2 separate regions of the Mus musculus genome follow, and region 2 is linked to region 1. Evidence: chromatin contacts called from public HiChIP or PLAC-seq data. All regions are on one chromosome and are shown on one strand. Each heading gives the region's core, a stretch centred on a gene start, on an enhancer-like site or on the middle of the called end of the contact. The rest is flanking DNA. Distances are from core to core; before and after follow the strand shown. Region 1 overlaps Fndc3a (fibronectin type III domain containing 3A). Region 2 has its middle 65 kb from the start of Gm41207.

What was found. HiChIP or PLAC-seq counts read pairs in DNA pulled down with a chosen protein or histone mark.
Region 2: an H3K27ac HiChIP or PLAC-seq map of extraembryonic endoderm stem cells shows a contact between it and region 1. The contact joins two enhancer-like sites. A contact is called at or near these places in 1 of 15 datasets of contacts at CTCF or cohesin (the NIH/3T3 cell line), 3 of 484 Hi-C or Micro-C datasets (bone marrow-derived macrophages, cortical neurons and nephron progenitors) and 1 of 115 datasets of contacts at active chromatin or transcription factors (extraembryonic endoderm stem cells).

What each region holds. Positions count from the first base shown.
Region 1 is chr14:72,645,972-72,652,082 of GRCm38.p6, reverse strand. It overlaps Fndc3a (fibronectin type III domain containing 3A), which reads left to right. Exons shown (of 26, transcript NM_207636.2): 3 at 1-67. Among named protein-coding and RNA genes, the nearest start is that of Fndc3a, 61 kb to the left of the region's middle. Within about 2 kb of position 1,387, at least 7 of the 459 cell types and tissues checked have an H3K27ac peak or open chromatin away from gene starts, as enhancers often do. A contact at or near this core is called in extraembryonic endoderm stem cells, where this site is marked.
Region 2 is chr14:72,931,486-72,937,564 of GRCm38.p6, reverse strand. No RefSeq gene overlaps it. Among named protein-coding and RNA genes, the nearest start is that of Gm41207, 65 kb to the right of the region's middle. Within about 2 kb of position 3,749, at least 32 of the 459 cell types and tissues checked have an H3K27ac peak or open chromatin away from gene starts, as enhancers often do. A contact at or near this core is called in extraembryonic endoderm stem cells, where this site is marked.

The sequences.
Region 1 (6,111 bases), core at 138-2,637:
GTACAGGTTAATCCAGGGGAAGCCTTTACGATAAGAAGAGAAGATGGACAGTTTCAGTGCATTACAGGTAAGAGGAATAATTTGCTACATTCTGTAACAAGAGAAAATCTGCCTTCTATTTTTCCAGGTAGGTAACAGTGTGTACACTTGTGCGTTCTCCCTGTGTCACAATCACAAGCTTGAGTACTCCAGTCATTTAACTATTGCAGTAGAACTCTAATTAGTCTCTTTCTCCTTTTTTGATTGATCTAACTATAAAATTCTATTGTGTACATTTTATTAGTCAAAAAAAGTAAGTAACGCTAGCCAGGTCTTTCAGTCCTCCAAAGGTCCATTCTGTTTTCTAATATTGTTTTTATTTCCAGTGTGGCCTCAGGCTTTTCTTTTTAAGATCTACACTGTAGCTGTCTTCCTCAGGCTTTTTAAAGAGTCTGCTTGTTAACTGCAAACCTGTCTTGTCTAGTCAGCACGAGTTTCCTTCTCTAGGATTCACCCTTGTCACCTCATTCCAGGTGGTTCTAACCCAACTGCTTTAAACTCAGCTCAGATGTTTTCCCACGTTCACTGCAATCTTCCTTTATTGGACATCGCCTTAGCATTTTGGACTGGATATTTTTCAGCTATTGGGAGCCATCCTATGAATTGTAGTGGGTTTAGTAGAGTTCCCTGTCTTCTATACACTCGTTATTTCTTACCCTCCGAGATTCAGAACAAATAGAAATCTCTCCAGACATCACCATATCCCCTGAGAGGAGGAGCAAAGCAGCCTCCATTTAGTGAGCATTGTGTTCATATATGAAAATGAGGGCTACAGGAAGGTTAGGGTGGCCCCTTCATCCACTGTCACTAGTATCATAAAAGGGGAAACTTGGACAAGAGCGGATGTGGTATGATGACATATGATGAAGATTCAGGTCTTTGACTTGCTTAAATTCACTACCCAAAGATTGCCAACAAAGCCAGAGATAAGCAGTGTCATGGGACAGAAGTCCCCCTTTGTCCATCAGAACAAGCCAACCTTTCCAGCAGCTCAGTACCCTTATCACTGAGATAGTAAGATTCTGTCAGCAAACAGACAAACAAAAAGTCAGTGTCTTTGGAGTTAGAGAAGCTGAGTTAAACATTAGCTGTTTCTTAGTAGCTTGTTATAAGGTGCTGTGGGTTATTTAAGTTCAGTAATACATTTCGTATCAGTTCAGCTCTTGTTCCCATCAGTATTAGATCAGGGTAAGAATAACTGCCTTACTTGGGGTCTTATTGCTGTTTAGAGACACCGTGACCATGGCAGCTCTTATAAAGGAAAACATTTAATTGGGGCTGGCTTGTAGGTTAGATGTTTAGTCCATTATTGTCAAGGTGGGAAGCATGGTGGCATTCAGGTAGACAGGATGTTGGAGAGGTAGCTGAGGATTCTATATTTGGATTTGAAGGCAGCAGGAAGAGACAGTTAGCCACTAGGCCTGGCTTGAGCTTCTGAGAACTCAAAGCCCACCCCAGTGATATACTTTCTCTTACAAGGCCATGCTTACTCCAACAAGACCTTATAGTGCTACTCCCTGTGGGATTGTGGGGGGCATTTCCATTCAAACCACCACATTCATAAGCATACATTATACTTGAAACTGGACCTGTTACCTCTGCAGTACTCAGCAAATAGAGATATTGTGAGTTCTGGGTGTAACTGCTAAGAGAAGGTGAGCCCAGACTGCTTTGAAACCCCTTGATACCAGCTGTTGAGAAACTGACTTCCCAGGTGCCTTTGTACTGTACCTGCGTGCAACATTCCTTTTAGTTGTTAGGAAATTACGTATGTTATGTTTAATTTGAAGTGCTTATTTTACCTTTCAACTAGTACTAGTACCTGAACGCTTTGGATTTGTATTTTTTACAATTCTTTGTATCCTTTTTGGTTCTTACTACTACCTAATAGTCATGGCTTTAAATTAAAGAATCCATGGAGGTGGGTCACTCCCTACCTTGTTAACATCTAGACTGTAATACTTCTGAGGGTGAAGGACTCGTCACACTCTCTGATTAGCATTGGCTGTGATACCATAGGCTGACAGTTTTCAGTGCCCCTTTCCTATCACTACATAGCTGAGCCTGATGGTGAATCTTTTAAAATACCTTAGCCAGGAGTCACAAGTCAAACTTGGAACCCTACATGTATTAGAAATATCACTAAGTTAATCTAAAATATCTGTGCTGCAGTTGGGTAATACACAAATAATCAATATTCCTGAAAGGATCTAGACAAGAGAATATATAAGCAGTATAGACATTTAAAAAGCTTTGCCATCTTTACTAACTTTTCTTCAAATAGAATTTTTTGTTTTCACTATGAATCACATGGAATATAAATTTCTGATCACATAGCTTACTTGTGTGCCTTCCAGATTATTCATAAATATTAATCAAGAAAGCATTTTAATTAATATAATATTGATTTTCCCCAATACACTAGCAGATGAAAAAACAGATTGTTTTATTGTATTTTAAAATGTAGGGATGGCTTAATCTCAGAATGATAAACAGCTTGTATTTCAAGAGTCAGTTTGTGGCTGCATCCTGTAAGTTATCTCTTCATAACTCCTTTCATTTGATTTTAATATCTAGCAGCAACAGCCTCCTGCAGGACCTGAAGAGTTGTGTACTGTACAGACTGCCTCAGTGTTCACCAGACCTTAAGGGAGCTGACTCCTGTATCAGCATTCTGTACAAGGACACATTTCTGTGCTTTACTGGGGAACAGTCTTTTCTCTCTATAGTAGTAATAATAATAATAATAGTTGGAAACTTTATTTTTAAATTACTGCGTAGATTTTTTTAATGAAGGAAAAAGAATAAAGCTCTCTTATTTTATGTTTGCATCTGTCCAGAATTATCAAGTGTGTTGTCTAGTTTTATGCCAATTTGACACAAACTAGAGTCTTCTGTAAGGAAGACCTTCAATTGAGAAAATTCCTCTATAAGATCAGGCTGTAGGGCATTTTTCTAATTAGTGATTGATGGGGGAGGACCCAACATACAGTGAGTGGTGCCATCCCTGGGCTGGTGGTCCTGGGTTCTGTAAGAAAACAGGCTGAGCAAATCCTGAAGAGCAAGCCAGTAAGCAGCACTCCTTTGTTGCCTATAGATCTGCTTCCCACTTTAGGTCCCAGCCCTGTTTGAGTTCCTGTCCTGACTTCCTTAGCTGATAAACAGAAATATGGAAGCATAAGTTGAATAACCCCATTCTTCCCTAGTTTGCTTTTGGTCATGGTATTTCATCCCAGCAATAGAACCCATAACTAAGATGAGAGAGGTCTGCATGTGAAAGAGGAGAAGGAATAAGTGAAGACTGGTTTGGAGAGAAGCCTATAGGGAAAAAGTTAATGGATATTTGATCTCCTCTCCTCCCCTCTGTAAGACCCTTTCTGGATTTGAGCTGTAGAAAGAAGAAAGTGCAGCAACAGAGGAGAAGCAGCCACCAAGAGAATGAGTGCCTCGGGGGATGAAAATCAGGGCAGTGGAGTTGAGAGAAAAAACAGGTTCCTTGCGGCTTTTACTGTTCTCATAAAAGAAAATCTCCATAGGAGCATATAAAAGATGAGGTAGGGTTAGCATAAATATATGTTTGAATGCCTCCCTTAGAAGAATTCATAGAAACAAAGACTAGATTAAAACTTTAGATAGGTCTAAATTGCTGCCACCTTCATTGGACTCTCATAATTAGTGAGGTCCACTTAGTTATGGCCAGAGCTTAATTTGTACCTTTCTACCACAGCACAGTTCATTGAAGAATAAACTACTGATCATGTTTTCCGTGTGAGTACATGAAGTCTGAGTATGCTGTGCTAGTTCCTGGAATTGGGGGGAAACCAACTCATGGTTCTTATCTTTTAAGACTGTAGTGTAACAATGCTAGTGATGTAGCTTGGTAGTAGAGCCCAATAAGGCCCTGAGTTGGACCCCAGACTAAAAACAACAACAGCAACAACAAATACCCAGTGTATTAATTAAGGAATGAAAAGGTGAACAGTTGTGTCAGTGCAGTGATCACATTGAGTGATTTGGTGTTACAATAACATATGGTGAGGGTCCTTTAACAGTCGTTTTGAATGGAGAAAGCTCTTCACATGAGCTGTCTTTAAGGAATCGTAACTCCAGGAAATCAAATAACCCCATTAAAAAATGGGGCTCAGAGCTGAACAAAGAATTCTCACCTGAGGAATACCGAATGGCAGAGAAACACCTGAAAAAATGTTCAACATTCTTAATCATCAGGGAAATGCAAATCAAAACAACCCTGAGATTCTACTTCACTCCAGTCAGAATGGCTAAGATCAAAAACTCAGGTGACAGCAGATGCTGGCAAGGATGTGGAGAAAGAGGAACACTCCTCCATTGTTGGTGGGATTGCAAGCTTGTACAACCACTCTGGAAATCAGTCTGGCCGTTCCTCAGGAAATTGGACATAGTACTACCGGAGGATCCCGCAATACCTCTCCTCGGCATATATCCAGAAGATGTCCCAACCGGTAAGAAGGACACATGCTCCACTATGTTCATAGCAGCCTTATTTATAATAGCCAGTCTTGCGCTCGCCGGACTCGACCAGCAAGAACGATACAATTTGCTAAACACATGAAACTCAAGAAGAATGAAGACTGAAGTGTGGACACTATGCCCCTCCTTAGAATTGGGAACAAAACACCCATGGAAGGAGTTACAAAGACAAAGTTTGGAGCTGAGATGAAAGGATGGACCATGTAGAGACTGCCATATCCAGGGATCCACCCCATAATCAGCATCCAAACGCTGACACCATTGCATATACTAGCAAGATTTTATCGAAAGGACCCAGATGTAGCTGTCTCTTGTGAGACTATGCCGGGGCCTAGCAAACACAGAAGTGGATGCTCACAGTCAGCTAATGGATGGATCACAGGGCTCCCAATGGAGGAGCTAGAGAAAGTAGCCAAGGAGCTAAAGGGATCTGCAACCCTATAGGTGGAACAACATTATGAACTAACCAGTACCCCGGAGCTCTTGACTCTAGCTGCATATGTATCAAAAGATGGCCTAGTCGGCCATCACTGGAAAGAGAGGCCCATTGGACATGCAAACTTTATATGCCCCAGTACAGGGGAACGCCAGGGCCAAAAAGGGGGAGTGGGTGGGTAGGGGAGTGGGGGTGGGTGGGTATGGGGGACTTTTGGTATAGCATTGGAAATGTAAATGAGCTAAATACCTAATAAAAAATGGGGAAAAAAAATAAAAAGAATGAACTTATGAAATTCCTAGGCAAATGGTTGGACCTGGAGGGCATCATCCTGAGTGAGGTAACCCAATCACAAAGGAACTCACACAATATGTACTCACTGATAAGTGGATATTAGCCCAGAAACTTAGGATACCCAAGATATAAGATACAATTTGCTAAACGCATGAAACTCAAGAAGAACGAAGACCAAAGTGTGGACACTTTGCCCCTTCTTAGAATTGGGAACAAAACACCCATGGAAGGAGTTACAGAGACAAAGTTTGGAGCTGAGATGAAAGGATGGACCATGTAGAGACTGCCATATCCAGGGATCCATCCCATAATCAGCTTTCAAACGCTGACACCATTGTATACACTAGCAAGATTTTGCTGAAAGGACCCAGATATAGCTGTCTCTTGTGAGACTAGGCCGGGGCCTAGCAAACACAGAAGTGGATGATCACAGTCAGCTATTGGATGGGTCACATGGCCCCTAATGGAGGAGCTAGAGAAAGTACCCAAGGAGCTAAAGGGAACTGCAGCCCTATAGGTGGAACAACAGTATGAACTAACCAGTTCCCCGGAACTCTTGACTCTAGCTGCATATGTATCAAAAGATGTTCTAGTCGGCACTGGAAAGAGAAGCCCATTGGACTTGCAAACTTTATATGCCCCAGTACAGGGGAACGCCAGGGCCAAAAAGTGGGAGTGGGTGGGTAGGGGAGTGGGGGGGAGGGCATGGGGTACTTTTGGGATAGCATTGGAAATGTAAATGAGGAAAATACCTAATAAAAATATTTTAAAAAAAAAGGAATGGCAATTGGCAAGATGGATAAAAAACCTCAAGGTGTTTTAGAGTGAACAGC
Region 2 (6,079 bases), core at 2,500-4,999, 280 kb before region 1:
GTCCTTTTAATTCATGTGTCATAGCCCTCTTTTCATTACTAACTTTAAAAATTAGGACTTCTCTCCTTTTTCTAATATAATTGAAATCTTGTCAATTTTTCTCCTTTGGTCTTAAAAACAAAACTACAACACTATCTTGCCTGCCCAAGACCTATAGGCACCTCCCATGTCACATCCAAGCTCTCTGCCCAGCCAGAGATCTACACATCTTGCCTATAGAGACCATTACAGAAAACCACAACCAATCAAAATGCAGAAACAAGTGATCAAGTAGCGGTAAGCCCTAACTAATATAGATACATTATAACACAATTCCTGCACCCAAGTCTCAGGAAACATGGAGGAAAGGGGGCAGAAGGACTGTAAGAAGAATAGGAAGTCTGCTATAGGGAAAGCTGCACACTTGAACTCTCACAACATGGCTGCCTAAACAAGACATCAACAAGGAAGACACCAATAGATGTGCCAACATGGAAGAGGGAAAGCCCACAGGGCTCCAACCCGATTTTCTTATATGAATGGCCACTCCTACTCTTTAGGGTAGAGTGAGCTGAACTCCCTTAGTTTCTGTTTAACTGAGAAAGTCTTCAAGTCTTCTATAGTTTTGAAAGGTAGCTAGCCAACCACAATTTTCTTAATCAGTAGGGCTCTTTTCTTTCAGTACTTTGACTATACAAATTCACTCCCTTCTAGGACGGCTCCCTCTGGGAATTCACAGTTCAGTAGGAACCCCATCATGTGATGAGTCGCTTTTCTTTGTCTGCTTTGAAATTTTCTCACTGTCTGTGACTTCTGACAACTTGACTATGACATGCCTTCTAAGTCTTTTAACTGTCTTTCCACTGGAGTTCTTTGGGCTTCTCAAATTTGTATATTTAGTCTCTCATCAGTTGGGGGAAATTTCAATATATTTTTTTAATGTATTACCTACTTCTTTTTTCCTTTTTTTGTCCTGGAAGTGCCATTCATATATGCTGTTGTCCTTGATGCTGTCCAGATGTCCTGTGGGCTCTGTTATTACCCCTGTGGATTGGATTCTCCTTTCTGGCCATTGAAGAAGTCCTCTTCTCAAGCTCACTGACTATTCTTTTTCCTGCCCAATCAAGTCTGCTGTTGAGGTCGTCGGGTGCATTTTTTCATTTCAGTTACTGCAGTCTTCTATTTTCCTGATTCCATTTATTTGTATATCTATGTTTTCTTTTATTGAGCATATTTATCATTATAATTATTAGTCATTTATATGGCAATTCACATTTCTGCTTTTTCTTTAAAGAGCACATTGCTGGAAATTTAACTTGCTCCTTAAAACATATTATAGTTTCTTATTTTTTCCATATCTCAGTGTTTTGTTGTTGTTGTTGTTATTGATGGGATTTTGGCATTTAAAAAAACTACACAGTCTTCCAGATTTTTCCATTTGATTTTATATAAAAGGAAATTTCCCTAGTAAGATAGACATTCTGAAAACTTCTCAGGGAGTTTCTGAACATGTACCTTCTGTGAGCTGTGAGTATAGCCTATCAGAAGAGGTTTCCAAGTTTCTATTAGAAATTCCCTCAGATGTCTGATGCTGCAACCTGTCTGGTGCTGTGGTTAACCATGATACAGGTATCCCATGTATTTCTGCCACACTGTAGAATCTGGCTGACCACCTTCATTCTCTGGCATCCCAGATCTGGTGGGCTGTTTTTACTAGTGTGGCTCTGTGACTTAAGACAGAAGGCAGTCCCTGGTCAGAAAGTCTGACATCTAGGAGTTAAAGGTTTCTTCTCTATCACCCAGTATGGTATGTGGGATATTCTGGTGAAAGTCAAACAGTGGAGAGCATCTTAGATTTTCTACTGGGCTTCATCATCATCTGGGGTGTAGGAAACTTTACTTGGTCCTTGGAGTTTTCACAGATACACTTAAAATGTTTGCTGTTAAATTTGTGTTTCAGTTGGGGAAGATGATTTAAGCCCTCCCTGCCCACTATATTGCTGATGTCATTCCTCTGTCTTTTATTGACAGAAATGCAGAAATTTGCAGTTTTCTTCAAACAAGCACACCCAATGTGTGCTTCTTACGGTTCTCATCTTCCATAACCCTTGCTGATAATGGCACTGGTAATGGTTTCTTTAGAATGCCCACTGTTGAGATAGATAAACACTTAACAATCTGTTTTTACATTGTTCTCTACCTCTAAACTCATTTTGTTTTGGTTGACAGCAGATTTTCCCCTTTCCTCTGGACACTTAGTCTAAACATGGTGTTGTTACATAATTGGAATCACAGACATTTCTGAGGAGGCCAGGGAACACCAGGAATAAGAAATTGCCCATTAGATACCTACAGGCTATGGCATCTTCTTGGAAGCTCATCTCCAGATGGCGAGACCAAGAGGAGTGGAACACCAAGGAGCAAGAGATGTCAGCTTATAAACAAAGTGACACAGGTACTGAGTCCTGCCAGGGAGCCACTTGTAAAGCATGAACTGCCAGATGCACTCATGTGGGGGACCTGGTGCTGAGGATGCTGTTGACCCTCTATGGCATTTCTTACCCATGACTGAGTGTTTCAAACGGCGCCAGTTAGCCCTACAAGTTGGTGAGACTCCAAAATGTTAGGTCACCAAAAAGCACATCAAGGAAAGGAATGAGTAAAACAGATTTTCTGAAGAGCTTTTTTTTCTGGAATAGTCAGTTCTGGGACCTGACAGTTTTACTGTCCTTTGTCAGCAAGAAAAACTGCTCTCTAACAACTGGTAGAGTGGGCAGAAACCACTGAGCCTAGCATGTTACCCTTGTTAAAAAGAAGACTGTTGCAGAGGTGGCACCATGTGGCATGTCACGTACTAACTCTGCCCAGTACCACATAATAGCATAAGCTTCCTGATGGGTTTATTAGGAATTGTAGAGGAAGGGAAACTCGGCCATGGAACAGAGGAGACTGTAGACTCTACACTGTGATACTAACTTCCAGAAAAAGCAGAGACTATTTTCTTTGTCGCAGTATCTGGGGTTCCATAGGTGCAAGAATGCAATTTTAATCAGAGGCAAACCCAGTGGAATTCCAGCTATGGGACCAAGGATCTACTAGTCCATGTGGATCTTTCCTTACTCATGTCTATTCTTTGTGGTCCACATTCCAAGCCTTTCTGATTAAATGCCTTTGGACAATTTGCAATTTCTCAAAACCCATCCCCCCTTGTTTGGCTTTACTTTTATACTATTTCTAGGGCTCTTAAAAGGATGGAGTGAGATCATGTGCATGTTGGGGTGTTTTGTAAAATGTTTTAAAATGCCAAGTGCTGCTGTTTTTGAGACTTGATAGAGATGCTCTGTTTTGCACTGGATGGAAATGGTCCCAAATGACCAAGGGAGATTTAGAGGAGCCCAGCTAAGGAGCAAGAGTAAATGTGAAGATGAGACTAAAGGTACACAGAAACCAGAAGCTCCACCCAGGATTTTTTGTTCTGTGGCTTGTAGAGCTACCGTTTGTGTATTAGCTTTGAACCCCTCTCAAGGCAAGCACATCTGAGGTATAGAGTGTGTTCCTTTTGCTTGTCCCCTGTGTACTATATATTGTATACTGCTCAAGCAAGCAGGAAACATTTGTTGAGTTTTTTTTTTAAAAAAACAAAACAAAACAAAACAGAACAAAACAAAACAAAACAAAGGAATGATTTGATGCAGGGTGACATCAGTGCAGTGGCCAGAGAGAAATGAGGAACAGAAATTGCTCCCTGGATGTAATTTGTCCAGGCAGAGTCAAAACTCTTCTTGTCATTTCCTGTTTTAAAAACTCTGTTGGCTCATTACAGTACAAGAAATAAAGTCCCTGCATATTAGAAAAGGACAGAAAGGTCCCTTAAATAAACACACACACACACACACACACACACATCCAACCTATGTCTGTAATCTTATCTCTCATCTTGCAATTTCTTTGACCTCTAATTCTTTGCACAGCTGTAGTCTAAGGTGACAAAGGTTCTTAGAGTCCCCTGGACTTCTTAGTCTCTCCACAGGCTTCCTTCTTACCTTGGAAAGCTTCTGTGTTCTTGGAAGATTTAGCATTAATTCTTCTTGCTCTGTAACATGCTCCCTAATGTCTCATTGCATGCATCCGTTCATTTGTTCATTTGTTCGTTCATTCATTAATTCATTCACTCACCAAGTTTTCCCTTGGTGCCCGATATGAGTCAGACACTGGTGTAAGTACTGGACACAATAGTGAACAGATAGGACCAGAGGTCTGTCCTTATCAGATGTTCATTACAAAGGAAAGACAATATGAGTGGTGTCCAGAGGTGGTAAAAGTGAGGGGGTATGAAAGAGTTGAAGAAGGCTACAAGTCTTTTTATTTATGTAAAATGTGATATATCAGTCAGAATTGGCTGGTTATATTGCAATAACAAACAATTCTCCAAACCTTAGAGGTTTATAACAACCATGATTTGCTCCTACTTCATACCTCATGACCACCAAAGAACATCTGAGACTTGGATTCTTTATTCCTCACTCTAGACAGGCTCTAGAACAGCACTTACCAACATGTAGGTCACGACCCCCCACAGGGTCACATAGCATATATTTACATTACAATTCATAACAGGATCAAAATGACAGTTTATGAAGTAGCAACGAATTAATTTTATGGCTGAGGGTCAGGTTGAGAACCACTGCTCTAGAGGAAATTTCTAGTTGCCCTACTAGGGGAAAAAGAAAAAAAAGGTAAGACACAAAACTAGCTATTAAAATTTTTACCTGAAAATGGCTCACATTTCACTAGCCAAAAACTGGACATAGGATCAACCTGAGTTAAATAGGACACACGACAATTCTCCCATCTCCTTAAAAGGAGAGTGAACTAACATGTGTGAACAATCTGAATGCTTGCTACACATGGCTCGTGAGAGCCATTCTGAACAGAGGACATCTGCGCCAAATAACAGGAAAGCAGGGAGCTAGCTAATAGATCTGGGGAAACTGTCGAGCCCTGCTCCTCAGATTATACAGCCTGGAACATTATTCGGCCCCTTTCCCTCTTCCTTTCACAGCCCGCCCCCAATCCATCTTGACAGCTGTACTTCCAGAGCATCGAGATCTGGCCGGAGCTCACTGCCTCTGTCTGACTCACCATCCTCTGGAGGATGCAGGAATTTTCGAACTTCTGTTTGCTTCTGACCTCCTTATGTCATCCACATGGACCTTTTTCAAATCGACATTATCATGATGTTTCTCTGAGGAAAGCCTAATGCATTTCCATCCTTCTTTGAGTGAAAGATAACGTTTTTATAGGGTCTCACACGGTCCGGTCCCTGTCCCACCTACCCTGGTATCTCTCCAGCCCCAATAATTGCTTTCATTCTGGGTCACTTTGTGCCAGACACTAACCACTTTGAGCTTTGTTCCTTCAGTATACACTTGAAAGCTAAAGATATACTAAAAACATCAATGCATATTAGAATTGCTCCACCCATTTGTGTTTACCATGGAGTCATTTTGTTTTCGTGCTATTCATTGTCAGTCATAGTAAAAATGTCATGTATGGCTCAGCATGTTATCACTACACATTGGAGTGGGAAATGGGGAGCCGACTGACTGAATAGATAGATTAGAACATGAGTGTATGGGTGGATAGATTAAGTAGATAAAGAGGCAGCCTTCCCCTCCATTGGAGCTGTAGTGTGTGCTGTGGGATTCTCTGAGCTGTTATTAACTAGATGCTCACCATTACAGGGAAAGTCTGCCTGCAGAGGGCCCTGTCTGAACTTAATCAGCATTTTAAGGAGACCAAAAAAGAGGCAAAATGTTTTCTTCCTTTCTGAAATAGATTCAAGTTTTGAAACCATTTTTTCCTTGTTAGATGACTCAACCGTAAGAGAGATACAGACTATGGTGGTGAACCCCAGGTTATTTCTGAACCCCATCATTTGTCATATCTAGTTAGGGGATAGGAAGGAAGACACAAGTACCATATTAATAATAACATTGAAATTGAATATGCCAGGGCCTTTGTAATCTCTGTTCAATGCATTTTATATTCAAGGCTTGTGGTTAGCTTTCTCAGATATGAATATAAAATCTTACCCCCT